5 separate regions of the Mus musculus genome follow, and regions 1, 2, 4 and 5 are each linked to region 3. Evidence: chromatin contacts called from public HiChIP or PLAC-seq data. All regions are on one chromosome and are shown on one strand. Each heading gives the region's core, a stretch centred on a gene start, on an enhancer-like site or on the middle of the called end of the contact. The rest is flanking DNA. Distances are from core to core; before and after follow the strand shown.

Evidence for each region. HiChIP or PLAC-seq counts read pairs in DNA pulled down with a chosen protein or histone mark.
Region 1: a contact with region 3 is called in an H3K4me3 HiChIP or PLAC-seq map of the SCID.adh cell line, with 9 read pairs. The contact joins the enhancer-like site here to the promoter of Cdk1 in region 3. A contact is called at or near these places in 6 of 484 Hi-C or Micro-C datasets (the C2C12 cell line, the MC3T3-E1 cell line, embryonic somatosensory cortex and 3 more), 5 of 115 datasets of contacts at active chromatin or transcription factors (the SCID.adh cell line, embryonic forebrain, embryonic stem cells and 2 more) and 1 of 9 other capture datasets (embryonic stem cells).
Region 2: an H3K27ac HiChIP or PLAC-seq map of embryonic stem cells shows a contact between it and region 3, with 9 read pairs. The contact joins the enhancer-like site here to the promoter of Cdk1 in region 3. A contact is called at or near these places in 1 of 39 promoter capture datasets (embryonic stem cells), 1 of 15 datasets of contacts at CTCF or cohesin (the NIH/3T3 cell line), 8 of 484 Hi-C or Micro-C datasets (the AML12 cell line, the C2C12 cell line, cardiomyocytes and 5 more) and 6 of 115 datasets of contacts at active chromatin or transcription factors (the NIH/3T3 cell line, embryonic stem cells, epiblast stem cells and 1 more).
Region 4: an H3K4me3 HiChIP or PLAC-seq map of the SCID.adh cell line shows a contact between it and region 3, with 9 read pairs. The contact joins the enhancer-like site here to the promoter of Cdk1 in region 3. A contact is called at or near these places in 1 of 484 Hi-C or Micro-C datasets (embryonic stem cells), 2 of 115 datasets of contacts at active chromatin or transcription factors (the SCID.adh cell line and extraembryonic endoderm stem cells) and 2 of 9 other capture datasets (adipose tissue and embryonic stem cells).
Region 5: a CTCF HiChIP or PLAC-seq map of the NIH/3T3 cell line shows a contact between it and region 3, with 9 read pairs. The contact joins the enhancer-like site here to the promoter of Cdk1 in region 3. A contact is called at or near these places in 9 of 39 promoter capture datasets (the 3T3-L1 cell line, 3T3-L1-derived adipocytes, HPC-7-derived erythroid cells and 5 more), 1 of 15 datasets of contacts at CTCF or cohesin (the NIH/3T3 cell line), 32 of 484 Hi-C or Micro-C datasets (3T3-L1-derived adipocytes, the AML12 cell line, the Ba/F3 cell line and 27 more), 16 of 115 datasets of contacts at active chromatin or transcription factors (the NIH/3T3 cell line, the SCID.adh cell line, astrocytes and 10 more) and 3 of 9 other capture datasets (adipose tissue, embryonic stem cells and pancreatic islet).

The regions. Positions count from the first base shown.
Region 1 is chr10:69,633,464-69,638,793 of GRCm38.p6, reverse strand. All of the region lies in intron 1 of Ank3 (ankyrin 3, epithelial), which reads right to left. Among named protein-coding and RNA genes, the nearest start is that of Gm33464, 73 kb to the right of the region's middle. Within about 2 kb of position 2,388, at least 29 of the 459 cell types and tissues checked have an H3K27ac peak or open chromatin away from gene starts, as enhancers often do. A contact at or near this core is called in the SCID.adh cell line and embryonic forebrain, where this site is marked.
Region 2 is chr10:69,854,994-69,860,429 of GRCm38.p6, reverse strand. The region is part of intron 8 of Ank3 (ankyrin 3, epithelial); the gene reads right to left. Among named protein-coding and RNA genes, the nearest start is that of Gm33416, 8.7 kb to the left of the region's middle. Within about 2 kb of position 1,364, at least 57 of the 459 cell types and tissues checked have an H3K27ac peak or open chromatin away from gene starts, as enhancers often do. A contact at or near this core is called in embryonic stem cells, stem cell-derived neural progenitor cells and stem cell-derived neural stem cells, where this site is marked.
Region 3 is chr10:69,351,271-69,356,199 of GRCm38.p6, reverse strand. Cdk1 (cyclin-dependent kinase 1) reads left to right here and starts at 3,288. Exons shown (of 8, transcript NM_007659.4): 1 at 3,288-3,364.
Region 4 is chr10:69,782,552-69,787,702 of GRCm38.p6, reverse strand. All of the region lies in intron 1 of Ank3 (ankyrin 3, epithelial), which reads right to left. Among named protein-coding and RNA genes, the nearest start is that of Gm33416, 81 kb to the left of the region's middle. Within about 2 kb of position 2,307, at least 34 of the 459 cell types and tissues checked have an H3K27ac peak or open chromatin away from gene starts, as enhancers often do. A contact at or near this core is called in the SCID.adh cell line and extraembryonic endoderm stem cells, where this site is marked.
Region 5 is chr10:69,649,151-69,654,447 of GRCm38.p6, reverse strand. All of the region lies in intron 1 of Ank3 (ankyrin 3, epithelial), which reads right to left. Among named protein-coding and RNA genes, the nearest start is that of Gm33464, 89 kb to the right of the region's middle. Within about 2 kb of position 1,662, at least 47 of the 459 cell types and tissues checked have an H3K27ac peak or open chromatin away from gene starts, as enhancers often do. A contact at or near this core is called in the C2C12 cell line, the N1E-115 cell line, the NIH/3T3 cell line and 6 more, where this site is marked.

The DNA.
Region 1 (5,330 bases), core at 1,139-3,638, 280 kb before region 3:
ATACATGACGGTATTTCATGCTGTTTCCAGAAAGCTTTCTCAGTCTTTCTCGACTAGCAACTATATTGCTTCCACTTTATGGATTCCAACCTTAATTAACCAGAGAGACCTCACTCCAAGAGCCTGAATTGCCTCCCTGAGTATGCCACTCCTTCGGAAATCTACCCGTGTCTCTTAGACACACCTGCTATCCATCTCTGTAGAGCTCCTTGGGCTTGTCTTTCTGAAATGGACCACAGCTCCAAGGCAAGCACTTCTGATTCAGAGTCGAGGGTTTGAGGCCTGAGCCAGAGAGAGCTGAAAGCATAGCTCAGACATCAACAGTGGATGGCTTCATCCTAACACACCACCCAACACAGAACACCGCAATTCCTCCCTGCAGACCCGGCATGAAAGTCCCGGCCCCGGGGCTTAGCTGCACACTTCCTCTGCAAATACAAGGGTTTATCTAAAAGAGCCAACCCACGGAACATCTAAGCTGCTAATACAGAAGTAATCGCTTGTCTCTAGGAGCGAACCCTTGGGAAGGAGCGGCTTGCCTCCCAGAGGCAGAGACAATGATTCAGCAAGCTAAAGCTGTCAGAAAGGCAGTATTTAAGACAGCAGGCAACCCTGAAACCCAGAGGGGAAAAGAAAAACAACTTTTCGTGGCCCCTCTCTATGCAGTTTAAGACATAAGAAGGTGAGTATGGGGATGCCCTAACGGAAAAACAAAACAAAGTCAAACTGTCAAACACATCTAGAAAAGGTAAGGCCGTCAGGATTGCTCTTCAATAACAGTGAGCACCAAACTCCATTCTGTCCCAGGAGAAGGTGACCAATGCAAGTGATTTCTCAGAATTAAAAGTGACACTTTGGAGGAGCCCAGGCCCGCTGCTCAAAGCACAAGCTGATCCAGGCATCCCCATTCCATTAGAGGCATCCTTTTATCTTCCCGAGTCTCCTGACTATCTCTTCCAGAAGTGACATGTTGTCCCTACTTGGGATTGAAGTTAGACAGGCTGTGTTTCCAGGGCTTTTTGAAGGGTGCTATTTAGAATTTATCCAGCTGTTAGAGTCTACTGTGTGGAGTGTCTAGCGAATGTGCTGGGAGAAAGACTCACCCTCCTGACTGAGAGAGAGAGACCCACATCAGACATCAGTGCTGTCGCTGTGACTGAGGTACCCTGACGCAAGGAACTTAAGGAAGAAAGGGATCACATTGTCACAATTCAGTGGTGTCACCCCTCACGAACAGGAAAGCCACTGCAGCAGAAACTTGAGGAGGCTGGCCACACCGCATCCATATCAGAAAGCAGAAAGCTACAGCTGCTGGTGCTCAGCTGGCCTTTCCCTTTTGATTTGGTCCAGGACTCCAGCCCACAAGATGCTGCTGCCCATAGATAAGAGTTAGGTGGGTCTTCTAGATGATTCTCTCAGAGCCATGCCCAGGGGCTTGTCTCCTAACCACCATAGCACTACATGGCCCACGTCACATGTAAACCCTAAGACTTCCATAGAGGCTCACATAGTCCATATGATGACATCATCCACACAGCACAGGCAGAATGGCGAGGCTTAAAGTATGGATAGCCGTAGAAATGTCCGCTAACTTGTATGAAACTATTTATATGCATCTTATAGGGTAACACTATAATAAGTGTGGCTTTAAAATCTGCATCATTCCATGGAGGATTTAATAGGGGATCTTTACGGTTGTTTCACAGGTAAATACTCTCTCCAAGTCCACAGAGGAAAGCGCTGGAGTCTACTCAACTCAGGGCTCCTGGTAGCCACTGGGCAAAGCAGGCATGAGCCTGAGGCACAGGGTCCAGAATCTACAAAGCTGGTCTATGCTTAAGAGAGTATGATTCTCCCCTGAATGGTCCCAAGGTTTGAGAGCCAGCTTCACCCTACAGTGACGGCATTTCTCTGTGAATGGCTGGATACATCTGAATACACTGCCTTCAGATGAAGACCCTGGATTTTGATCTCTTCTCACTTCTGGAGTGAACATCCTTTCCAAAACACGAGGTCTGAAGGCAGCCACCCCCGCAAAACCTAAGCATCATCAGCGACCCCCTTACTTCACACTGCACTTTGTTACCCTGCCAGCCCCCAACTAAAATAATATTTCCAATAATGCTTTACTGTTATCAAAACAGTCACCTAAACACATCTGGGTGAGGATGGTATTTTGGGCACGCAGGCTGATTGCTGGGGGATAAGGAGGTACACACATCTGCTCCAGAGCAGTCTGTGTGGTTCTAATGACAGCATTCACCACGGAGACAGGGGGGGGGGCGATATTCAAGACTGCCAGACAAAAGAGACAGAAGGGGTGGATGAGGTGAGGGGGAGCTCTTCCGTCAGATGCTGCCATGGTGCTGGCATGTCATTGGTCCAAATGCCACCCATGGGCTTCAGGGATGACAGACAGCCTGCCAAGGCAGACATATAAACATGACAGAGGTAGGGGCTCTGACCAAGTGTCTGAAGTAAATTCTATCCAACTCAGACACAATTTTGTTATGCTTCCCAGTCTGAATATATACCCTGTCCCACCAGCATCCCATCAAAATCCACGGCAGGACTGTCCTCCAGGAAGGCCATCTGTGACTCTGGGACAGGTTAATAACAAGCTAAGTCTAACGACTGCCAGCTGTGAGCAGGGTAAGCATTGGGCGTGACTCCCTTGTAGGCTGGGATGGGGCAAGGTTGAGAATCACACAATCGAATAGAAATTCACACGTCTGACTCCCGGCAGAGGAGAGGGAATGGGGGTGAAAATTACCTCTTCTCACACAATTCCCGTTTGTCTGATCACCAAGAAAACAGCATATAAAGAGAAACTGCTCATGTGGCCCATGTGTGCTCATGCTGCTCATGGGGGCAAGAATGTGGTCTGAGGAAGGTGTCGAAGAAAGAGGGGGCTCACGGCAATATTTAACAAGGGTATCATGGGAGAGATTAAGGACCAGTGCATCCCACAGTTGGAAGGCCAGGATACACTTTTTCAGGTTATTCTATTGACACTTCAACACAAACACACACACACACACACACACACACACACACCAAAACAAACTAGCGTAAAAGACAAGGCTGATCTTTACAGCTTGGTGCATATATAGACTACAAAGACGCCTCCCTCTGTCAATCAAACTCCCCTCAAGAAGGCCATGGCTTCTCTTGGGAAGGTTGGTGATATTTTGACTCACGGGAGAAAATCACAGTTACCATTTGGTAGAAACCCCTGAGGGTTTTTCTCTGAAAAACTGTGAATATACCCTCTGCAAGCTAAACACTGCTCCCTCGCTGGGACATCTGCTACTGTCTGTCCACACTCTCTAGGGAGCCACCACTTCTTAGAGACCTGGAATCACTTGTAATTTTAGTCATAGTCTTCCTGAATTTCTATTTCCCCATGCAGTACCCTAAAAAGGAAAATATAGCTTCGTTGCTGCTATTGCTTGTTTTGGGGTGCAGCCTAGGGTCTCACCTAGGCCAGGTAAACCATCTACCACCGAGCCTTCTCAGCCCATACCTGGCAGCCGGTTTCTGATCAGGTTTATAATCGATCTACAAAACAAAATCAGTGGGGTTTCTGCCTCAGATGCACAGTGAAACCCCTTGAGGGGAGATTTTTTATTTTTCAACATACCAAGCCTGGGCTTCTGCCCCCAGAGACTCCGATTTAATTGGCTGGCATGATGCCTAGGTACGGACATTTTCCAAAGGCCCCCCAGGCACCTACCAGCTGATGATAATATAGAAACTGAGCCAAAAAAAGGTCTGTTCTGTCCTAGGGCCTTGGGTCTACAGCCAAGCCCCTTTCTCCAGAACTTGCTTGATTCTCCAGTCCTTACACTGTTCCTTGTGCAGCTGCCATTCCCTGTCTTACCTTTCCAACCTTGTTAAGGTAAGTCTTGCCAGCGCACAGCTATCTGCGCAGATTTGAGGGACTGTGGGAGCCCGAGGCACCGAGTCGCTTCTCACATGCATGCTGGGTCATAGGTCCTCATGCTTTATGCCTGGGCTCTCTCCCTAGCCTCACAGAGCCAATTTTATACCTGTGACACAAATGCAGAATCTGGATCCTAAACTTAAAAACACAATGCTGATAACAACAGTTGCTCTGCCTGTTCCAGCTTAGTCTGGATCTAGAATCCACCAAGCCAGGCAATATGCCTGTCTGGCTTTCCAAGGCAAACTTGCCAAAGCTCTATTTTGTTTTCTGACTGCGTTTCTATGGTGAAAGTAGATTCTTGTGCATTTTTAAAAAATTTACCACTAAGACCCCATATGAGGACTTTTACTAATGAGTTATACAATTCCAGGAAGTATCTGAAAGAATCTTACCCCTGGGTATACCCAGGGAACAGACCCTGAATTCCTGAACCCCGTGTAGGCTGTGTAAATTCTTATGGGTATCGCACAACAAAGCCCCACTTAGAGCTTCGAGCTGCTTGAAACAAGGGATGTATTTATACATTCACATTTGGTGATGAGCACAAGTCAATATACCCCCATTAGTCACACTTCACTGTGGCTATAGTGCAAGAAACTGCTGTGCAAGAAACTGCTTCACAAGAAGAAGGAGACTCTCCATTTCCATTCAAGAGAAGGAAGTGTCTCCAGCACAGAAGTATGGTGAGATGGAGGCAGGGATGAAGGGAGGCAGGGAGGCAGGGAAGCAGGGAGGCTGGAAGGTTGGGATGCAGGGAGGCTGGGAGGCAGGGAGGCTGGGAGGCTGGGAGGCTGAGAGGCTGAGAACCTTGGCCACCCAAGCCAAACACTCCTTCAATCTTTCCTTTGTCAGAAGAGAGTGGAAACAAAACAAAACAAAACCCTGAAGTCATTCCCTGGAATTTTATGACTTGATGGTAAAACTTGACAAAATGTTTTAATAATGGAGGCACTCCTGAGGGAAATCAAAACAAGAGAGGACTTAGAAGAGTGGACCAGGGGCCATCTGGAAGATCTGGGAAGCTCAGTTGTTCTGCTGTCTCTAATGGACTCAACAACTGGGGAGAGCTGAAGCTATCCCGGAGTTCTCATCCAGCAATTATGTTACAGAGGCATTACCTGACTATTCGATAGCGGAGATGGGAGGTATTAAAACCGAGGGCTCTTTCTCCTCCATCACATCACAGGCCACACCCTGCAGCCTTTGGTTTTCCTGAGCACTTCTGTAATTACACCGTAAAGGGGTCTCTTTATACGGAAGGCATAAAGCTGAGTAGACCAAGCTTGAACTGCTTGAAGGATGACCCAGAGACCACAGCAGTTGTCTTCATGAACACAGGCTAGGCCCCAAGCTTCCAATTTCCAGATATGCACGTGTTCTT
Region 2 (5,436 bases), core at 115-2,614, 510 kb before region 3:
GTGCTTGTTAGTTTGTTTTTGAGTCAATGTATTGGGTAGTTAAGTCTGACCTCTAACCTGCTATGAGGGTGGAAGAATGACCTTGAACTTCTAACCCTCCTGTACTGAGATTATCATGACAACACATCCCTTCTGTGTGATGCTGGGATCTAACTCAGGGCTTTTATAAATACCAGGCAAGATTCTACTAACTGAGCCACATCACCTGAGTTCACACTAATCATTATGCAAGTATTTCCTAGTTGGATGATCATGATTGAAAAAGGATGTTTCCGCTCTGCCCTCCTTCGTTTGTGTGTGCGTGTTTGTGTCATGGAATGCATGTGCGGAGGTCAGAGGACAACTTCAGGAGCTGGCTCTCTCCTTCTACCGTGTGGGTCCTGGGGACCAAATGTAGGTCGCCAGGCTTGGCTGCAAGCTGCTCTCCCTGCTGAGTCATCTCACAGGTCTTGCTTCGTCTTTTGCTTTGGATTCATTTTATTAAATGCTGAAACACTATTGAAATATCTCATCCTTTAAAAACAACTACAAAACAAAACAAAAAAATCAAAACAAAAACAACAACAACAAAAAAAAACCCACCCCAAATCCCAACCCTCTGAAATTCTCACTGGAGGAAGTTGTTGGTCAATTAGATTGGAAAGCATGACTCAATCAGCTAACTCTCAGAATTTGCTCTAATAAGATTTTCCTTTCTTGTAAACCCGGATACTGCAAGCTTATAAAAGAGCTTTTATGGATAACGTGCTTGCCAACAAAACACTTGCATATTCCTCACTTTCAAATTACACAAATGTTGCTGGATCCTGTTTGTTTGTTTGTTACAAGAATTCTTTTTTTTTTTTTTTAAACCAACCCCTGCAAACTTGCAATGTATGTATGTAAAGTGTCAATTACAAGGAAGGAGTCCTGGACCAAAAAGAAAAAAAAAATGCTGTTCTCCAACCTCATGTAACATTAACGCCCATCTGACAGATTCTTGGCACAGGCAACTTTGGGGGAGGTGAGGGAGCCCACTTCCATACCACACATATATAACAGACTAGACAGGATCGAGTGGGAAGCTGAGTTGCCATGGTGACATTATGGCAGGAAATGGAATTGCGAAGGGTTGGCAATTTTCTTTCCAATCCCCTAGATTTTTTTTTTTTAAAGCATTAATGTAATGAATGGGTTTCCCTTGGGCAGACTTTTGAATTGCCCATACAGGCTGGCCCTGGGCTTCTATTTCATTTTGGTGACAGTAATCTTGTAAGTGAGGGGGGGAGCTTCGTGCTGCTGGCTGGAAAGAATGCTCTCTCCTGTTATGCAAAGAGCCAAGCCTTATGTACACAGAGACCCAAAAGACCTTCCTTCAGTCTGACCTTTGTGCACAGTACAGAGCAGGACTTGGACCAGAAAGCTAGGGACAGTAGGGTGTCACACCAGAGAATGTTATCTAGAACAGACCCTTACCATCTGGACACTGCACAAAGCCAAGACTAGAGGGATATGCATTCATGGTTGGGAGAGGAATTTCCAGAAGTAATGTGCTGATTTTGGTTTGTGTCCACTCCGCTCACCTCTTTCTTTCCTAAGCATCCCCCCTCCCCATTCTAGAGATGGAGAAGGAGGTAAAGCCGGGGAAACTCGGGGATGCTCTGAATGTAAAGTAGATGGTTATATTCAAACAGTGGAGAACAGAAAAGAAACAAGCAACAATGCACCCAAGAAGGGCTGGTACGGCAGTCAAGACACACCAACGAACAGTGATTAGAGTTTAACAGAAAACAGAAAAGCTCATTCTTTATGTTGGCATTTCCACCCACTCAAACCTTGACTGGCCCTTGCTTTAAATCATAGGCAGTTGTAGAGTTAACCCAAGAGAAAATGGAGCCGTTTTTAATGTCCTCTGTTACATGAGCTTTATACTTGGGGTCTTATTTTATTTGGACCACTGTTCCATGGGAGAGGTCTTAGGGGCTCTATTTATAGATCAGAAAACTGCTCTGGGGGGTTGATGCAACTATCCAAGGTCGCACAGGAAGCCAAGGGTCGCAATGAGAGTTCACGTGTAGACTTGTCTCTGAAACACTGGGCTTCATCTACTACGACAAATACTAATCCATACACACATCCAGTACTCTTTTCCAATCAAGACTTCATTTCTGACATTATATATGGACGTAGACTCTCTTCCTTCTCTTCCTGATTGTGCCACTGTTCAGGCGCTGTTCATGCAATTAAAATGAAAATAGGAACTGGTGAGATGACTCAGCATGTAAAGGCGCAACCTGTCACCTGACCCTCCCCCCCGCCCCCACACTATAGCCCGTGTACCTACATGCACGCATATGCAAACCTAAAAGAATATATATATATATACACACACACACATATATATATATATATATATATATATATATATATATATATATATATATATATATATAAAAGGTGAAGGAAAAGAATGTGAAACCCTCTGGCCTTTCTCTACTCATAAACTGCAGTTTTTGGAGAGAATACAACCTTATATTATTTGATGTTTCTATCCTGGTTTAGTGGGTTTTGTGTCTCTTGTTTTGCTTCAGATTGAGTGTTGTTTAGAAGGTTAAGCTAAAAGAATGCTCATCAATACATCCATTCATTCATTATTTACCTATCATCTACCTGTATTCTTTCTCTTTCTCCAGTCTCCTCATCTGATTTTTTAGCTAAAGCTCTTGATGGTTGTGACTGTCTGAAGACTATAATATATACCCTACATGATCATAACCCAACTATCATTGGTTATATATCAATGTCAATCTTATGAATGTTATGTGTTGAAGTAATATCATACTTAACTTTATGAATAACATGAGAATTCTGTAATATAATTCCATTCATTCTATTTGGTTTGATTTGGGGGTTGTAAATATGACACAATTTTCATGTGTTATAAATCTCCCAACAAACCGATTTGTTAAGTGTGAACGTGAGATGTGATTATACATTTTCTGGAATTAGACACTTGGTATGCACAAATACATCTCAAGAGGATGTTATTAGGTTTAAAAACTCACATCAGGGCTCAGAATAGAATCCAACAGTGAGTTATTTATTGTTTAACTTTTTTTTTTTAAAGAAAGGGGCATCATCAGGATGCTGACAGTGGATCGCTGTGGGCTACTTCGGTGTCTAGCTGGTTTGAGTTACTTCAGAGAAGTTGGACGTCAGTGTCACCAAAGCACACTAGGGGGAAACAGGAGATTCAGGAGGGTGCCTGCACCTGTGATGGAATGGCAAGTATTGAAAGCAGGGACTGTCTTGAGCTTGCTAGTTAGACTCTTCTACAGAACCAGGCATGCAGTACCTATGCATGCCATTGCACTCCTCCTGAGCAAGGTAAACTGTCTTTCCAGCATGCCATCCAAGTGTCAGGACAAAGAAAAAGAGCCCCCTGTCGTTTTCTGAGGCTGTAGAACGTATTCATTCCTTCAAAGGGGAAGCCTGGGGTGTTTCATCTTTACCTCTCTGAATGTAAGCAAATTCTCTCAAGGTTCACTACGTGTTGAGAGTTATTTTTATTTTATGTGGATGATTGTTTTGCCTGTATACTCATATATGTAATGTGTATGGGCTAGTGCCCACGTGGACTAGAGAAGGTGTTGGGTCCTTTGGAACTGGAGTTACAGGTGGTCGTGAGCTGCCATGCTGGTGCTGGGAACTGAACCAGAGTTCTTGGGAAGATAGTATGCATTCCTCACCACTGAGTCGCCTCTCCAGCTCCTATCAATATTTGGGGTTTTGTTGCTGTTGCTTGTTTTTTTTTTTTGAGATTGGGGTGTGTGTGTCTCATATAGTCCAGTCTGACCTTGAACTCTTGATCCTCCTGCCTCTCCTTCCCAAGTGCTGAGATTAGAGGTGTGCAAAACCACCCTGGACTAGGTTCCCAATAGTTGTGACAGAAAATGAAAGCCATCAGTCCATTTTGTATAATGTGAAGAAGTATTTTCAATAGTCTTGGTTCGTGGATAAACCTGGAACCCTTCATGTTGCCCAATGTTTGTGCCAACAATTTGAACTCAGAGGAAGCTGTATTTTAAAATCTTGAGAGAGGCTGTGATGGTTTGTATATGCTTGACCCAGGGAGTGGCACTATTACAAGGTGTGGCCCTGTTGGAGTATGTGTGTCACTGTGGGTCTGGACCATAAGACCCTCACCAGAGCTGCCTGGAAGTGAGTATTCTCCTAGCAGCCTTCAGATGAAGATGTAGAACTCCCAGCTCCTGTTGCACCATGCCTGCCTGAACGCTACCCATGCACCTGCCTTGATGATAATGAACTGCACATCTGAACCTGTAAGACAGCCCCAGTTAAATGTTGTGCTTACAAGAGTTGCCTTGGTAGCCGGGCGTGGTGGCACAGCCTTTAATCCCAGCACTCGGGAGGTAGAGGCAGGTGGATTTCTGAGTTAGAGGCCAGCCTGGTCTACAAAGTGAGTTCCAGGACAGCCAGGGCTACACAGAGAAACCCTGTCTCAAAAAAACAAAACAACAAAACAAAACAAAAAAAAACCAACAAAGAGTTGCCTTGGTCATGGTGCCTGTTCACAGCAGTAAAACCCTAAGACAAAGGCCTTTCTATGACTTTGTTTTTGGCAAGAATTTGTTTTTAATGAGGACAACTACACTCCCAAGACTGTATAGGCAAGCAGAAGTTTGGTTTTCTTTTTGTTAGTTTTAAACTGAGAAATATAACCAGTTCCATTCCAGGGCTGGAGTGTGTGTGTGTGTGTGTGTGTGTGTCTGTGTAGGGTAAATATATAAGCTATGACTATGTTCTCTGGAAAACATTCTCAGGCTAGTAGATTGAAGGAATTAAGAAGACCTCCCACCACTCCCGCATCTATCTGTGTATCAGTTTGTTCTTGCTCTTACATGAGACTTGAATGTCACTGAGGTTGGGGAGAAAAATTACACCACAGAAGGACCAGTGTTCAGTTAAGCCCATTAAGGCCTTTTGACAAATGTAGCATTAGGGAGCCCATCTTATTTCCATATGTCCAGTGAATGAATACTTTTGGAGTATGAAGCATATGGGAAGCGCTATGGTTACTGAGATGGACACGTGTATCTCTGTGCCAAAGTGTGGCTCGGTGTGCAATGTTGAATATTGAGGTATGTGAGGATGGGCCACTGGGTGCCTTGTAGAAAAGCCAGAAGGACAGGTCAGGCTTAATGGTTTGGTGCCAGCATCCCAGAAATCAGCACTGCTTGCTCTCAGAGACCCTAAGGCATCTTACCAGGAAATGCAAGCCTGCAGCCTTATTAGTAAACGGTGAGAAGTTAGTCAAGAGAGGCATTTAGAATTGTTCTAGAATAAGGACTATATCGAGTCTCTGACTGGGCTGGGGACTGACGCAAAAGAAATAAAAATGGTAAGAGACCATCTGCCACAGGGAGTCTTCCCTCA
Region 3 (4,929 bases), core at 2,039-4,538:
CCTTTCATCTCCAACTTGCTTTCGGTCATACGTGTTTCATCATAGCAATAGAATGCCTAACTAAGACACTTATTAATTTTTGAAATAAAGAGTTTTATTTTATGAGGACTTGTCTTCCCAATGCCCCACAGAATTTCATTTGTTTCTTTTAACTTTAGATGTGTCAGTGCTTTGCCTGTAAGTACATTGGGGTGTCATGTCATTCCTGGCTTCCTAGAGGGTCAGAAAAGGACATTGGTTCTCCAGGAACTGGGGTGACTAATGGTTTGAAGTCTCTATATTGGTGCTGGGAATCAAACCTGGCTCACCTGAAAGAGCAATAAACGCTCTTAGCTATTGAATCATCTCTCCAGCTCCCAGTATTGTGTTTTTAAATGAACATGATATTACTCAGCTACAAACCCTGTGACCTACAACAGTAACCTGTCTATAAGACACAGTGGCACAAGAGTGACACATGTTATGGAAGTAACTACATTGTGATAGGACGGAAGGCCCACTTCATGAGATGGATCTCTTATCTGACACTGTGAAAGTGACCAAGGACCTAAGACTAGGTAAGTTATGGACCTAGGGGGAAACCAAATACTATTATCCTGCTAAAGGAACATAGCAATAAAATGACTGCTAATAGCATACTTCTATACACATAGATAAGTGCCTAGCTCAACCCACATCAGAAAAGCTTCTTGCACAGAATGGGGAGATGGAGTTAACACAGAGACTCACAATTGGACAATGTGGCCATAGTGAGAGACTTTGGAGCACCCAGTCCTAAATGAGATGTGTTCATCAGCCCCCATAGCCTCAAGGCTCACAGATCTATACGGAAGAGGAGGCAAAAAGATTGTAAGAGTCAGAGGAGATGGATGACTCTAAGGAAACCATGTCTTTGAGACTCACTTGGACTCACAGAGACTGTGGAAGCACACGCAAGACCTGCATAGGGTCAAGCCAAATAGAGACCCATCACGGAGTGGGGGAAGCAGACATGGGCTCCCATGCGATAAGCTAGTTTATTCTTCATTCTGATGCAGGTCTTCTAGCCTGTATTAGTCTTGTCTAAGAGGATATGATGTGCCTTCCTCCTCCTATGAAGTCCAGGCAAAGACAGCTGCCATCCTAGACTGCCCCTCATTATCCTCAGCTCTGTCATGCTGCTTCACTTTTTTTTTTATTAAAAAGGGTTTATTTTAATTATGTGTGTATGTCTGTGTGTGTGCACATGTGTGTGTGTGTTGTGTGCATTCGAGTACCTATGCAAACCTATGGAGATGAGAAGACAGAGTGGACTCCCTCAGAGCTGGGGTTACAGGCATTTACAAGGATGCTGGGTTTGTTTTGTTGGTGGAGGGATCTGAACTCCCATCTTCATGATTGTGCGCAAATGCTCTTAATGGCTGAGCCATCTCTCTGGTCCCACACCACACTGCTTCATTTTCTTGAGGAGTTGAGAATCTTTTCAAAGTGGAGCACAGCCTCTTTGAAGGATGTGGTCTGAGGGTGGTGGCAAGATAGAGCTTTTGGTGTTGACTTAGAGCCGATAAAACAGATGACATTTTGTTTGTTCATAGATTTGTGAAGGTTTGATTTCTAAGGAATATTTAACATTTAAAAAAAAGATTTATCTATTTGGTATACAGTATTCTACACACATGTATGCCTGCACACAAGAAGAGGGCAGCAGATCTCATTATAGATGGTTATAAGCCATCATGTGGTTGCTGGGAATTGAACTCAGGACCTCTAGGAAGAGCAGACAGTGCTCTTAACCTCTGAGCCATCTCTTCAGCCCAATATTTAACATTCTTATGTGGAGATATGTCAAAACATTTAGTGTGTTATCATTGTATACATAATGAATACATAAGTGTATAATCACAGAAACAGGCTGGCATTTTTTCTTTTCAGTTTTGAGGGTGTCTTTCAGTGTTTCATTGGTTCCTATCCTCTTGTCTTCTTAAGGTACTTTAAATGTGATCCTTCTGCTGGCTGCTAAAAACTCATTGAAAAAAACATAATCTGCAGGAACACGGGAGAGCTGGAAAATACATCAAGTTACCTGACACAGACATAGAGAGACAGACACTTCATGTTCTTTCTCATAGGCGGATCCTAGCATGTAATGTTCATATGTTAGTGTGTATATAAGGTTCCAACTAGAAAGGAAAGGCTGCCCGAGTGGGGGGGGGGATTAGAGTCATGGACATGGTGATAGGACACAGAGGGCTATGGGCTTGGGGGCGTGCAGTTACGAGGTGCGGGGACTAGGGTTACTGGGAGAAGGGATGAGAAGAATTAACACAGACCAATATTGTCTGAAAATTCCATAGTGAAACTTAATATTATATATATACATATATTAAAGGTGTGTGCCACAATCCTCAGATATATATATATATATATATGTATATATATATATACACACACATATATACACACACACACACATATATATACACACATACATATGTAAACTAATATATTATATATTAATATTATATATTATTTATATTATCCCAGCTTAATATAGAATTTTGAAAGGCATAATCATAAAGTAATTTTAAATGTTAGCAATAGCCAGGTGGTGGTGGCAGCACACGCCTTTAACCCCAGTACTCTGGAGGCAGAGGCAGGAGGATCTCTGTGAGTTCAAGGCCAGCCTGGTCTACAGAGCAAGTTCTAGGTCAGTCAAAATTACACCCAGAAACCTTGTCTCAAAACAAAACAAAATAAAAGTAAGAAACTCTTTTTTTTTTTTTTTTTTTTTTTTGGTTTTTCGAGACAGGGTTTCTCTGTATGTGTAGCCCTGGCTGTCCTGGAACTCACTCTGTAGACCAGGCTGGCCTCGAACTCAGAAATTTGCCCTGCCTTTGCCTCCCGAAAGCTGAGACTAAAGGTGTGTGCTACCACGCCCAGCTAATAACAAGCTCTTGATGTAGTGGTACTGTCACTTTGGTGGCTGGCTATCTAAATTCAATGCATTTGAATTGTGTTAGTCTTGGAGGGAAATTACACACAGAAAGGTAGCTGGAGAAAAAAGAGAATAGATTAGACTGTCCAGAAACAACAGGACGATATTGGAAGGAAAACAGAGCTCAAGAGTCAGTTGGCGCCCGCCCTCCTGCAATTCCTCTGGCCGCGGTTTCCGCTCCCTTTCGCGCTCTGCGCTCCCAGGCAGCCCCGCCCAAGCGTAGCTCAGCTCTGATTGGCTCCTTTGAACGTCTACGTGCAATCGGATTGGCGGATCCCGGGAGCTTTACCGCGGCGAGTTTGAAACTGCTGGCACTCGGCCTCTAAGCTCCTGGAGTTGCTGCGTCCGCGCAGTCCGGAACTGCGGTGTGGCCCCAGCCGGGACAGAGAGGTATGGCGTGAGTCGGACTGGGTGCAGGCTGGGCCTGCGGGGGCTCCACGGGATCTGGGGGTTCCCCCGGGGAAGGGCAGGACATCCATGTGAGCCTGGGGATCCCTTGTGGACGGGTAGGGCCTCCACGTGAGATCTTGGTCTCCTGTGGACGGGTAGGGCCTCACCTAAGTCCGGGATCCCTTATGGTCGGGCATGGCCTCCCTGAGCCCGGGGTCTGGGGTACCCTATGGATGAGCATGTCCTCATCTGAGGCCAGGGTCCCCTATGCAGGAGCATGGCCTACCTGAGCCTGGGGACACTATGGAGGAGCAGGGCTCACCGGAGCCTGGGATCCCTATGGGGGGGGGGGGCAGGGCTCACCCGATCCAGCGGTCCCTTATGGAAGGGCAAGGCTCACTTGAGCCCCGGGTCCTGCGGACGTGCAGGCCCCTACGCGAGCTCCAGGTTCCTGCAGACTGGATGGGCCTCGCTGGAGTGGGCCCGGGTGTGGGCGGGGTGCCAAGTTATGTCCCAGGCCCTGTTGGCTGCCAGTGTGGAGCTGGGCTGCACCAGGCCAGCTGCCTTCGGAGGCCTTAAGTCGGTACTGCCGGAGAAACAGACCCGTGGTCGTTTAAAAAGCTTATTCCTACCAAGGTGCAGAACCAAGAAAGTGTAGGATCGTTTATTTTTAGTTGCCTGTGCTAAGGCCACAGACTGTACCCAGGCAAAGAAGGAGAGAGAGGGAGAACCGCGGATGCCTTCGCGTCCTTGATCGTCTTAAAACATAAATACCGATGAAGGTTCTGATGTGCGGGCCACCATCGCCTGCCCCCAACTTGGATACACTGGGCAGCTTTTAACAGCAGGCCCGGGAGACTGGAAAATGTTGGAAGGAAATAAGCCCAGCTTTCAAGACATGTTAACTCTTTGCTGTCTGTGCAGAGGTGGTTGAAACGTTTAATGCTCTATAGTTATATTAAGTCTCTGTATTGAAGAAAGGGGGTTGGGGGGGGATGCGTTGAAATTTCCTAAACATAATCTCCATAGTTGAGAGTCAATCTTATGTGTCTGAGAATCCCCAGGGTTCAGTGGGATGCCTGGCAGGACCCTTGGACGGGTTTACATTTTCCTTCTGAATTTTTATCTGTTGAGCCGCTGCCTCCTTGTGCAGTGCCAAGAGCTGGGATTCCTGGCTGTGCCCCCACACCCCATGGAGTTGATTTTACTGTGGAAAGAGATCTGTAAGGAACAGCTCACGAGAGGTCAGCCATTCCTTGATGCTCATTCATAAGGATCTTGTCACCCGTGGCAGAGGGCTTTCAAGGAGAAGGCACACCTTTTTCCTACCATTCTTTGTGAGCCAAGAAATTGTTTCTCCCTTGTTCGTGATATTTTTCAAAGCATGATTAGCAAACACACTGTCTTAGCGTTGTTGGGATGAAACACCATGACCAAAGCAAAGGAACTTGGGAAGGAAAGGGTTTAGTTGTCTTGTACTTCCACGTCACAGTTCGGCCTCAGAGGAAGTCTGGACAGGAACCTGGAGGCAGGAGGCCATGGAGGGGGCTGCTTCCTGCCTTCTT
Region 4 (5,151 bases), core at 1,058-3,557, 430 kb before region 3:
AGACCTCTCCCCACCACAGTGGAGGCCACACACTGAACATTATCATCGGCGAGCCCTGCAGCAAACACTTTACGAAGAAGTCTAATTATCTACTATACCCTCTTAGCAAGGACCGTCTCCATAGAGAAGCTCACGCAGGCAAACGGATCGCACTTCCATTCACATCAGGCAGGAAGCCGGGAGAGGAAGAATTCCTTCTCATTTTCCAGCAGAGCTGGGTCCAGCATCATCTGTGCCCTGTTGTGACAGGACTTCTCTGTGATCTGTGTCGGGTCAGTACCCTTCCAGAGACACCGCTCAGGGCATGGGAACTTCAAATCCAGCCTGTCATTTTATTATACTTTTTTTTTTTTTTTAAACAGCTTGCCTACCAAAACAGAAAATTCTGCGCATATGGGCTGGGGTCGAGTGCTTTCACCACTGAGCTGATATAGTCTGACATGAAACAGAACGGAAATGCTCACTTGGACCTGGCATTTCTCTTAGGTCTCAGATATTTTTAATTTCAAGTCCATTAGTTCGTAAAAGAGCAGTGTTTTTCAGGCTTGTTCTTTAGCACTCGATCTATCTGTGCTCAGCTCTAACAATTTGGAGCATTTAGTATTTCTCGAAGTCAGGGCTAAGTAACTTCTGATTCTGTCTGTAAGGCTTTCTGTCTGTAAGCCGCGCAGCAGAACACACACCTGAGTTCGACAATATAGCTCATAATTCTTGGTGAGTAAGTTGATTACTTTTAGGGTGACACAGGGTTTTTTTGTTTTTTGTTTTTTGTTTTTTTTTAGAATGCTTGTCAGTACGTTCCTGTCCCTAGCACATTACAATGTGTACAGCTATATTGCGAATTTCAAAGCTTCCTTTGAAAAGGCCTTTGTCTGAGGCACACGGAATGTTGGCGGCGAGGCCCTCAGAGGTTAAAATTCCATCCATTAGCTGTAATGTAGTTACACTTCCCAAAGGTCACCGAGGGTCAGTACTGCAGCTAAGAGAACTCAGTCTTGAAGTGTACCAAGATGACACCTGAATCTACTTACAACCATAGCAGAATTCTCTAGATTGCCTTTTTTTTTTTTTTTTTGACTGAGGAATGACAGTTCCTTTCTCACACCATCAGCACGCCTGACTTCCTGAATGAGTAGCCATGTTCTTGTTTTTTTATAGTGTCTCTGTTATAGTCGTTATAACCGACATGTTCACTCTGTGCCCAGGATCTGATATGCTCAGAGTAAAGCACACCCCCCTCTGTTGGAAGCACAGGTGTTCTTGAGCAAGCTATACTGACTGAAGGGCAGAGGTAGACGCAGAACATCACGCAATCACGCACAGCCCTTCCCGGCATGGCCATCTTAGCAGTCCTATACATTGCCTAGAAGCAAATACCTCAAAGTTTTAGTTGCATAAACCAAACACCCACCTCCTCTACCTTTTCAGAGTAGGATCCTGTAAGGAGATAATGGCTTATTTAAGTCCACTCTTGAAAGTCAGTCGACGATGACACTTACATATAAGGTGTTTGTCAACCAGATTGGAGATAACATACGTTTCCAGCCTTTAGTGATAACCTCGTCATGCGTTTATTTTGAGTTTCCAAACTAAACTTTTATCTTCCCCCAACTGTGAGAAGTTTCACAGTCCCCCTTACTGTCATGCCACAAAAGCTGTGTCGCATGCCTTAGGATTTATTTTGAGAGATGTGTGGCTCAAGGAAACTTCTCACGCTTTCTCCTTCACCAGCTTTTCCCCTGTCCCCAGCCACACACCATCTACTTCCATCTTATTAAGCAGCATCCTCGTAAGCCGGGTCGCTCCAGGACACACTCCACATTCCATCACAGGCAAAACATACCTCCAGTCCAGATCCCAGCAACATAGAAAGGACGTCTTACGTGTCCTGAGCTCACGCCTTTAGCAACAGATCCATCTCTCCCCTCCCCAGTAACATACATGCATATATTTAAGGATACAATCATTAAAAAGCAACAGTTGCATAAGGGGGGGAAACCCCACTAATTTAGAAGCAGTTAAATGCTTACTTCTTCTGGGAAGCCCTCTGGCTCTTCCACGGCCATTCTCTGAGGCCAAATACGAAACCTGATAACTCAATTAGTTAACACTTGGGGCAGAACATCCTGTCTAAAAATATCCGCCTTGGAAAACGTAAAGACGTCTCCCCGACCTCCTAGTAAGGAAACAGGAGCTGGCCAGAGAAGCGGCTATTTAAATGGAGGGGTGGGGTCAGACCAGAGTAGGGAGCCTTGCAAGCAGTGTAGTATCTCCCAGAATCCACTGAGGACTTATCATATCTGTGGCCTGCAGCCAAGCCCAGAGGTCTTAGTCCTGATATGTGGGATTCTGAAAATAGCAAGCTAATCAGCTGGGTCCTGTGCCCTGGCTGCCTGGAGTCGCTCAGGGAGCTAGTTTCTGTTGCCTGCTTCTCTACAGCCATCTCTGCACCCTGCTCTGATGTCCCTTCCAGATGTAACCATGTTCTGTGGCTCTGGTATCCCATTAGCCTGCATATTACTTTTTTTAAAAAAAGATTTATTTAGTTATTATATTTAAGGGCACTATAGCTGTCTTCAGAGACACCAGAAAAGGGTATCTGATCTCATTACAGATGGTTGTGAGCCACCATGTGGTTGCTGGGATTTGAACTCAGGACCTTCAGAAGAGCAGTCAGTGCTCTTAACCACTGAGCCATCTCTCCAGCCCCAGTCTGCATGTTATCTATTTTCTTTCCCTATATTAGCTGTACCGGTGAGCAGATGTATGAAAATATGTGTATACAGTGACAAATACTGACTCAATGCTCTTGTCACTGGGGGTCGGGGGTAGGAAACAATAAATGACTCCATTCAGATTATTAGGTTTGGCGACACAACACGCTGGCGACATTTTATTGTTTGCACACTTTGGTACAAGGGGGCTCAGAAGTCTATTGTTATGCAGAGTGGCACTCCTATTTTATTTAGTTCAAACTCGGTCCCCTCCTGCGCACTTTGAGGCAAGAAGTTAAACTAGTGGGCTCAGATTCTGGGAATGCCCAGGATAAGTCTACTTGTGGTTTGGTTAGATACAGAATATCAGAAAGCGAAAGAAAATAAAATCCGCTAGTGTATTAGTTGAGGCAGCATCATAATCATATTCACACAATTGATCGATGACAGTGTTCAATGGGAGAATTGCTATCGGGGGAGGTATCTACAAGTGTGTGATTAGCAGTCATGAAGATTAATAGTGTCAAGTCATAGTACAGCTAATAATCTTATCAACATTCCTTAACATTGATTTTAATTCTTAACGAACAACTTAGATACGTTGGGATTTCCTATTGAAAATATGATGTGAACCATATGAAACTGGCACTTCCCCCACCCCCTTTGTTTTTTCCAGACAGGGTTTTGCTGTATTTCCTGGTCTGCCCTAAAACCTACTGTCCTCTTGCCTCAGCTTCCCAGGTAGCTGACATCCCAGGCAGATTCCACAGTCCAACATCACAGAACCGCAGCTATTAATTACCAGGACTCATCAAACATGCGATATACTATGTTAATTTCTTCTTAGCCACGAAAAGCTGATTCACTAGTGTGAGACAGAGGGGCACACATGCTGAGGGGCACACGTGGAGGTCAGAGGGCAACCTGAACCTCTCCTTCCACCACGGGGTCCCAGGCATCAAAGCTAACTCATCAGTCTTAGCGTAAGTGCCTCTACCTCCTGGTCTGCATTGGTCCTCTCTTAATTTCTTTACATTTACTGCTCTAGCTTTCAAAGAAATGCCAGGAAGAACTTTTTGCCATATTTGCAGGTAAAACCAGAGCTGAGAGTAGTTAAAGAGTTCTCAAAGATCAATAGGTCAGAGTTAGGACTGGAGTGGACATGATTCTAAAGGTTTGGCTTTAACACATACTGATTAGCCACTCCCTTACCGCACCCCCCCCCCCCCCCGCTTGGTGGTCAGGGGGAGAATCAAGAATCACATAGGCAAAGCAGAAGCCATAACAGTACTTGACCTAAAAAGTTGTTACAAAGCCACAATCATCAAAACAGTATGACACCCACCCACAAATAGACTTGCTTAGCAATAGTAGAACAGAAGACTCAAAACCGAAATTCTTATCTGCAGGCAACTGATTTGACAGAAGAAAGAAGTATCTCCAGTAAATGGTATTGACAGAGCTGAATATCCACATGAGGCTGGCTCAAAAGGACCTGGAGTCTATAAATGTATGGAAAGCAAGTGGGGACAAGCACATTGATATATGTATATGTATGTGTATATACATATACACATACACATATAATACAAATATATATATATACACATTATGTATATATACATTATGTATACGTGTGTGTATATACACATATACACACACACACATATATCCATGCATACCAAAAATATTGCTGGGCCAACCCAAAGTTCAGGACACAAACACCAAGAAGACTAGATAAATGGGATCACCCGAAACTAAGCAGCTGCCACACAATAACAAAAGCAATCAGTGTAGCGGTACACTGACAGTCAATAGAACACAATAGTCAAAATGTTTTGAAGCCCTGAGGAGCTGTTGAGGAGCAAACATCCAAAGTGTGTAAGAAACCCATTTAGTTGAATGCAGTTGAAAACAAAACAATCCACTTAAAAGGGGGCAAAGGATCCAGAGGTATTTCTCAAAAGAAGATATGCAAATGGCCACCAATTGCACTAGAAGGCACTGGGCCATCACTGATCATTTGGAGGATGAGGTCCCTCACATCTCTTAGAGTGGCCTCTACCAATGGTGACAGTGTTGGTGAAGACACAGAGAGAAAAAAAAATGAGAGAATTCTGCTGCAGCGTTGGTAGAATCCTAGAGCCATTTATGAATAATCACATGGAAGTTCTCCAGACAATTAGAAACAGGACTACGTTATGATCCAGCCTGCCCTCCTCCCTTGGTGTACAGCCATAGAAATGAAACCCATATCTGGATGATGTGCGTCCCTGCTCAGTAAGGCATCCTTCATAATGGCCAAGTTATGGAGACAACCGGAGGCTTTGAGGACGGACGAGTGGATAAATAAGATGTGGTGTGTGAACTCATCAGCCACAGGGAGAGCGGCAGTCTCCCATTTTGACGACACATGAGGCAAAAACACAAAACACCG
Region 5 (5,297 bases), core at 413-2,912, 300 kb before region 3:
TGTCCTTCCAGAGGTCCTGAGTTCAACTCCCAGCAACCACATGGTGGCTCATAACCATCTGTAGTGGGATTTGATGCCCTCTTCTGGTGTGGCTGAAGATAGCAACTGTGTGCTTACGTGCATAAAATAAATAAAGCTCACTCCATCATAGAACCATTCCTAAGTCCTCACTGACAAATTGAAACTAAAATTCCTATTTGTACATCACACCAGCAGGGATCCCCAAATCTCTGTAGTTCCCCCTCAGGCAGGAACTTCTGCGTAACCCCCAGATGCAAGGTCCCCTCAACAGGGGACCATAGTAATTCTGCCTTTTTAGCTCAACTGAGTCATGAGGGAAGTTTCTACAGGAACCCAAGAGAGGGTCAGTCTTGTCTCCTGGGTCTGCCACCAGCACATTAATCGGGAACAGAACACGGCCACTGAAGACAGACAGCAGCTCTCTGGTGTCTCACTGGCTGGAAGAGGACTCAGAGACACAGGATGGGCTGTATGTTCAGAGTACGAAATGCAATCATTGGTATTTATCAGCAGTGTTGGTCTCCAGGAGCCACTTACTCTCTCAAAAGGACAACCTCTGTTCAGGGGAGCAACAGCAAGGGACGGCCAGGCAGCCTGGGACCTGCTGAGCACCCACTCTGAGAACACAGTAAACCCAGGGGCTTGGTGTCTTTATTCCCTAATCCTTCCTATACTTGGTTATTCATGTGGAGTTTTAAAATGTAAAGAGTTTTTCTACTTTGCAGCCATAAAAAAAGGCCAGTTTTTTAAAGGCACCCCCAACACACACACACACACACACACACACACCTTCTTTCTTAAAGAACAGAATAGGAAACATCTCTTTTCAAGCAGAAAACTATCTCATCTATCAGAATGGAATATGTGCATCCAATGGGTTAAAAAAAAATCATCTCTCAGAGCAGGCTCCATCATGCCCCGTGGCCACATTCCTCACCAGGGCCAGAACAGCCTCACTGGGACTAGGTTAGCACCCATCTGGGAGCACCTGGTATTTTTCACAAAAGCCACGAGCCTGTCTGTCTATTCCTGGGATTACTGCGGAGTCCTAGGAGTCCCAGATTGAAGACGGATTCCGAGACTTTCTGGCAACAATTGTCAGTTGAAAAGGACACTCAGTGACAGCTTTATCAAAATGCAATTGTTGACACTCCCCCTCCCCACCCACTCACTCTCCCTCCCTCCCTCCCTCCCTCCCTTCCTCCCTCCCTCCCCTCTCTTTGCTTGCTCTGCATTGCAGACCTTGCAGCTGACTAAGTCTCTCAAGCAGCATTGGCAAGACAGGTTTTTGAAGGCAGACCCAACCCAAAAGGTTGTTTGGGGCGGGGTGGGGTGGGGAGGGGGTATTACCTAGAGGAAAGAGATCAGACCCTCCTGCTGTTGCTGTGGGCAACCTCAATAAGAACATCTTTTTAAAAGGTGGAATGGAAGCCAGCAAGTACCTGGCAGCCAAGTGCCACTTAGACGCCTTTACTTAGGCATTGGGCAACTGTACTTGATCCTTGGATAGCTCTGGGGTTTGCGTATGAGAAATGTTTCGGAAGCAGGAAGTTATCTGCCTAAAATACAAACCTTTGCCCATTAGTCAAGGTAATCGGAAACAACCCCACCAAATGGCAGGAAATACCACAGGCATGAGAGACTGGGCATTCTCCCAGGGCCCAAAGCTCTGCCAAACTCCACACAGGCAACCCTTCACAGCCATGTCTACTTGATGAGGAAAGGGAGCCTTGGATGTTCAAAGACGAAAGGACTTCCCCCAAATAGATACGGGAACAGTACAGGAAAAGCAGGCTTTTCGCTTTAAAGCCTTCTAAAAACACCAGCCGGTGACACGGGGGCATGAGGATGAAGGGAGAGCCTAGTCTGCAAAAAAGGCAAAAATAGAAGTTTTCTTCTATGACCACTTTGGATAGAAGCATACTCCCCAAGGAGACAGGCTTCTAACAGAGAGCAAAGGTCTTTTATCTGTCCCTGGTTAGCCAAAGAGAGAAAGCTCGAACTGTTCCGGCAAGAGCGCATACGCGCGCTTTCACAAACACACACACACACACATACACACACACACACACACACACACACACACACACCAACTTTTGACAGCCCCTGTGCAAAGGACTAAGCAGGGTTTCCAAGGTCATTGTAAGCTGAGGTATTCCCAAGGCGAAATGTACCCATGCATTCCCCCACGAATGCCAGAAAGGGACACTCACTGCTGATCTTGATATAAAAGTAGGCTCTTGCCAGCCTTGTTCCTATGAACAGAATGAAGGGGTTGGAAAGCATTTGGTAAAACAAGCTGAAGGGAAGGCTGAGGTAGAGTCTGTAGTTTTAGAGGAGAGCCCCTATCCTACAAGTGTGTGTGTGTGTGTGTTTGCATGTGTGTATGTGCATGTGTATATGTGTGTGCGTGCATGTATGTGTGAGTGCATGTGTGTGCATGCATGTATATGTGTGTGTATGTATGTGCGTTTATGTACTTGAGTGTATGCATGTATATATCTATGCATGCATGTGTACATGTGTGCATGTATGTACATGTGTGCATGTATATATATATATATATATATATATATATATATATATATATATATATATGTGAATGTGTGCATGTATGTGTGCTATGTGTACATGCCATGTGTATGTATATGAGCATATATGTGCATGAGTGTGTGTACATGTATGTACATGCATGTGTGCATATATATGCATGTGTGTTTGTGCATGTGATGATGCATATATATGTGATATGGGATGCATATGTATGTGGAGGCCAGAGGTCAACCTTAGTTACTGCCCACCTTTTTCTTTTTCTCTTTTTAAAGATTTATATATTTTATGTATATGAGTACACTGTAGCTGAACAGATGGCTGTGAGCCTTCATGTGGTTGTTGGGAATTGAATTTTTAAGATCTCTGCTCACTCTGGTCGCTCAGGCCCAGAGATTTATTTATTATTATACATAAGTACATTGTAATTGTTTTCAGACACACCAGAAGAGGGAGTCAGATCTCATTACAGGTGGTTGTGAGCCATCACGTGGTTGCTGGGATTTGAACTCAGAACCTTCGGAAGAGTAGTGCTCTTACCGGCTGAGCCATTTTGCCTGTGCCGCATTCACTGCCCTCCCTTTCTTTTCTAAAAGAAGCTCTCTCAGCAGCCTCAAACTTATCAAGTAGGCCAGGATGATTGGCCTGTCCCCGCCTCCCAAACTCAGGAATGACAAGCCTCCATCTCTGTAGCTGCAATGTATAGAGCCATCCCAGACTACTTAAGAATCCCAGCTCAAAAAAGAAAAAAAAAACAAAACCAAAAACCAAAAACCCAGCTCAAACGCTGTGTGGTTTCATTCCTCAGAAGAGGAAAGAAGGCAGTACGGATCCCGACACTAACACTATACTCAGCAGACTCAGCAGCAGGTAGCCCAGCTCCCAGGACATCCTGCACCAAGCTCATTCATCTACATCACAGTATAGGGCACACTCTATGTACACAGCTGGGAGAGAGCTCATGCTATGTCCTGAAAGGCCCCCATCTTGAAGACAGAAGAGATGGCTCAGCAATTCCTGTGGCTCACACCACAGAAGGTGCAACCATGATTTCTCCCAGTGGTGCTTGGACCTCCAACATGCACCCTTGGCATAGGAGAGCCCCTCCCCCAAGGATAAGTAACTATATAGATACATTTTAAGACAAGACTCCAGCTGTTTATAGCCTGTGGATGCAAAGTGGAAACAATCCTGTCACTGTAGGGAGCTGAGGACTGTAGGGGGCCATGGCATCAAAAGGCGACAGGAAACCACCACGGCACAGGTGGAGAAATGAGACACCAACGAACACTGAGAGTTGATTTTCTCATTATACCATTCAGGAGGCTTATGACTCTCACAGCCTCCCTTTCCCTTCAGCTAGAAGAAACAGAGTATGTAAGATTTACTCTAGCACCAAAAAGCCAAGCTGGGGCGGGGGGGGGGGGGGGGGGAGTGGGACACGGTTCCCTTACTAACATTTTTTTTTGGTTTCCCACTTTATAAAATGCTTAACCTATTTGCACAGCTGTGCCTCTTCCTTCCCTGACAGCCTGGCAGGGACGGGATGGCTCAGTGATAGTGACCTGTGTATTTTCTCTGATCCCTTGGGAGGTGGCTTCTGCCTCCTGTGACCTCAGCCAGCCAGCTGTGAAGAGCTTTGGGGGTTCCAGCATTTGTATTTGCTGGAAGCAGCTTCCTGCCCTAGAGGAAGAGAAAAATTGATTACCCAGTCCTTTGAAATCTCTCCTTTTAAGCCATGGCCCACCTCCAACTGAGCGTGTGTGTATAGGTATTGTAACTGATCATCTCAGTTTATTTGGAGAGAAAATTTTGGCCAGTGGCTCCAACCTTGCTTGTTCCATGATGCTCTGGATGGCCAATTTGACCCAAGAGCTGATGTTTGTCTGTAACCAAGGCCCGGTTTCACAGAGTTGGCGCTAAAGGAAGCCAGGGACTTGTGGAAGTGTCTGACGTTCTAAGCGGTAGCCACACGAGGCTCTGTGTAGATCTTGTTGGGTGTGTAAACACTGTTCCTGAGACAGCGGGGCAAGAGGACATGGTCCGATTACTTGTGATGAAGTGTCTGACAAAGACAACGTAAGAAGGGGGATATTTGCTTTGGCTTACAGTGTGTGAAGATGAGCGGAAGCTGTGTCAGCGAGAACACACAAGGCTGCCACGTGGTATCCACAGTTGGCAAACAGGCCCGATTTCATTCAGGGCTGCGAACACCCTGAGTAGGTCTTCCCTTCCCAATGGAACCTCTAAGAAAAGATCCCACCTCATACACACCCAGAGGTTCTTCTGGGTGATTCAAAATCCCATCAGGTTGGACATCTAGATTGGTCCTCAAAAATACACTGGTGGTGGCAAATGTAAAGGAGTTTGGCCACTTCCTAGAATTCTGCTTCCAAAACCAAGCTAAAATTTAAGGACAGACATCAGCTCAGTAGAGATGAACTCTCACAGTGACACTTAACATTTGGTTTGTCAAAATATGTTTTTGAAATGTGGTCTGTGTTCTATGCTTCTCCTTCAAACAGATTTTAGTGTGTGTGTGTGTGTGTATAATGGTGTGTGTGTATGTGTATGTGTGTAATGGTGTGTGTGTGTGTGTGTAATGGTGTATGTGTGTATGTATATAATGTGTGTATGTGTGTGAATATATACACACATACTCTCTCACATATTCTGATGTCAAAGAACATCTTTGTGGGGTGATTTTTCCTCCTCTTATACCTTTA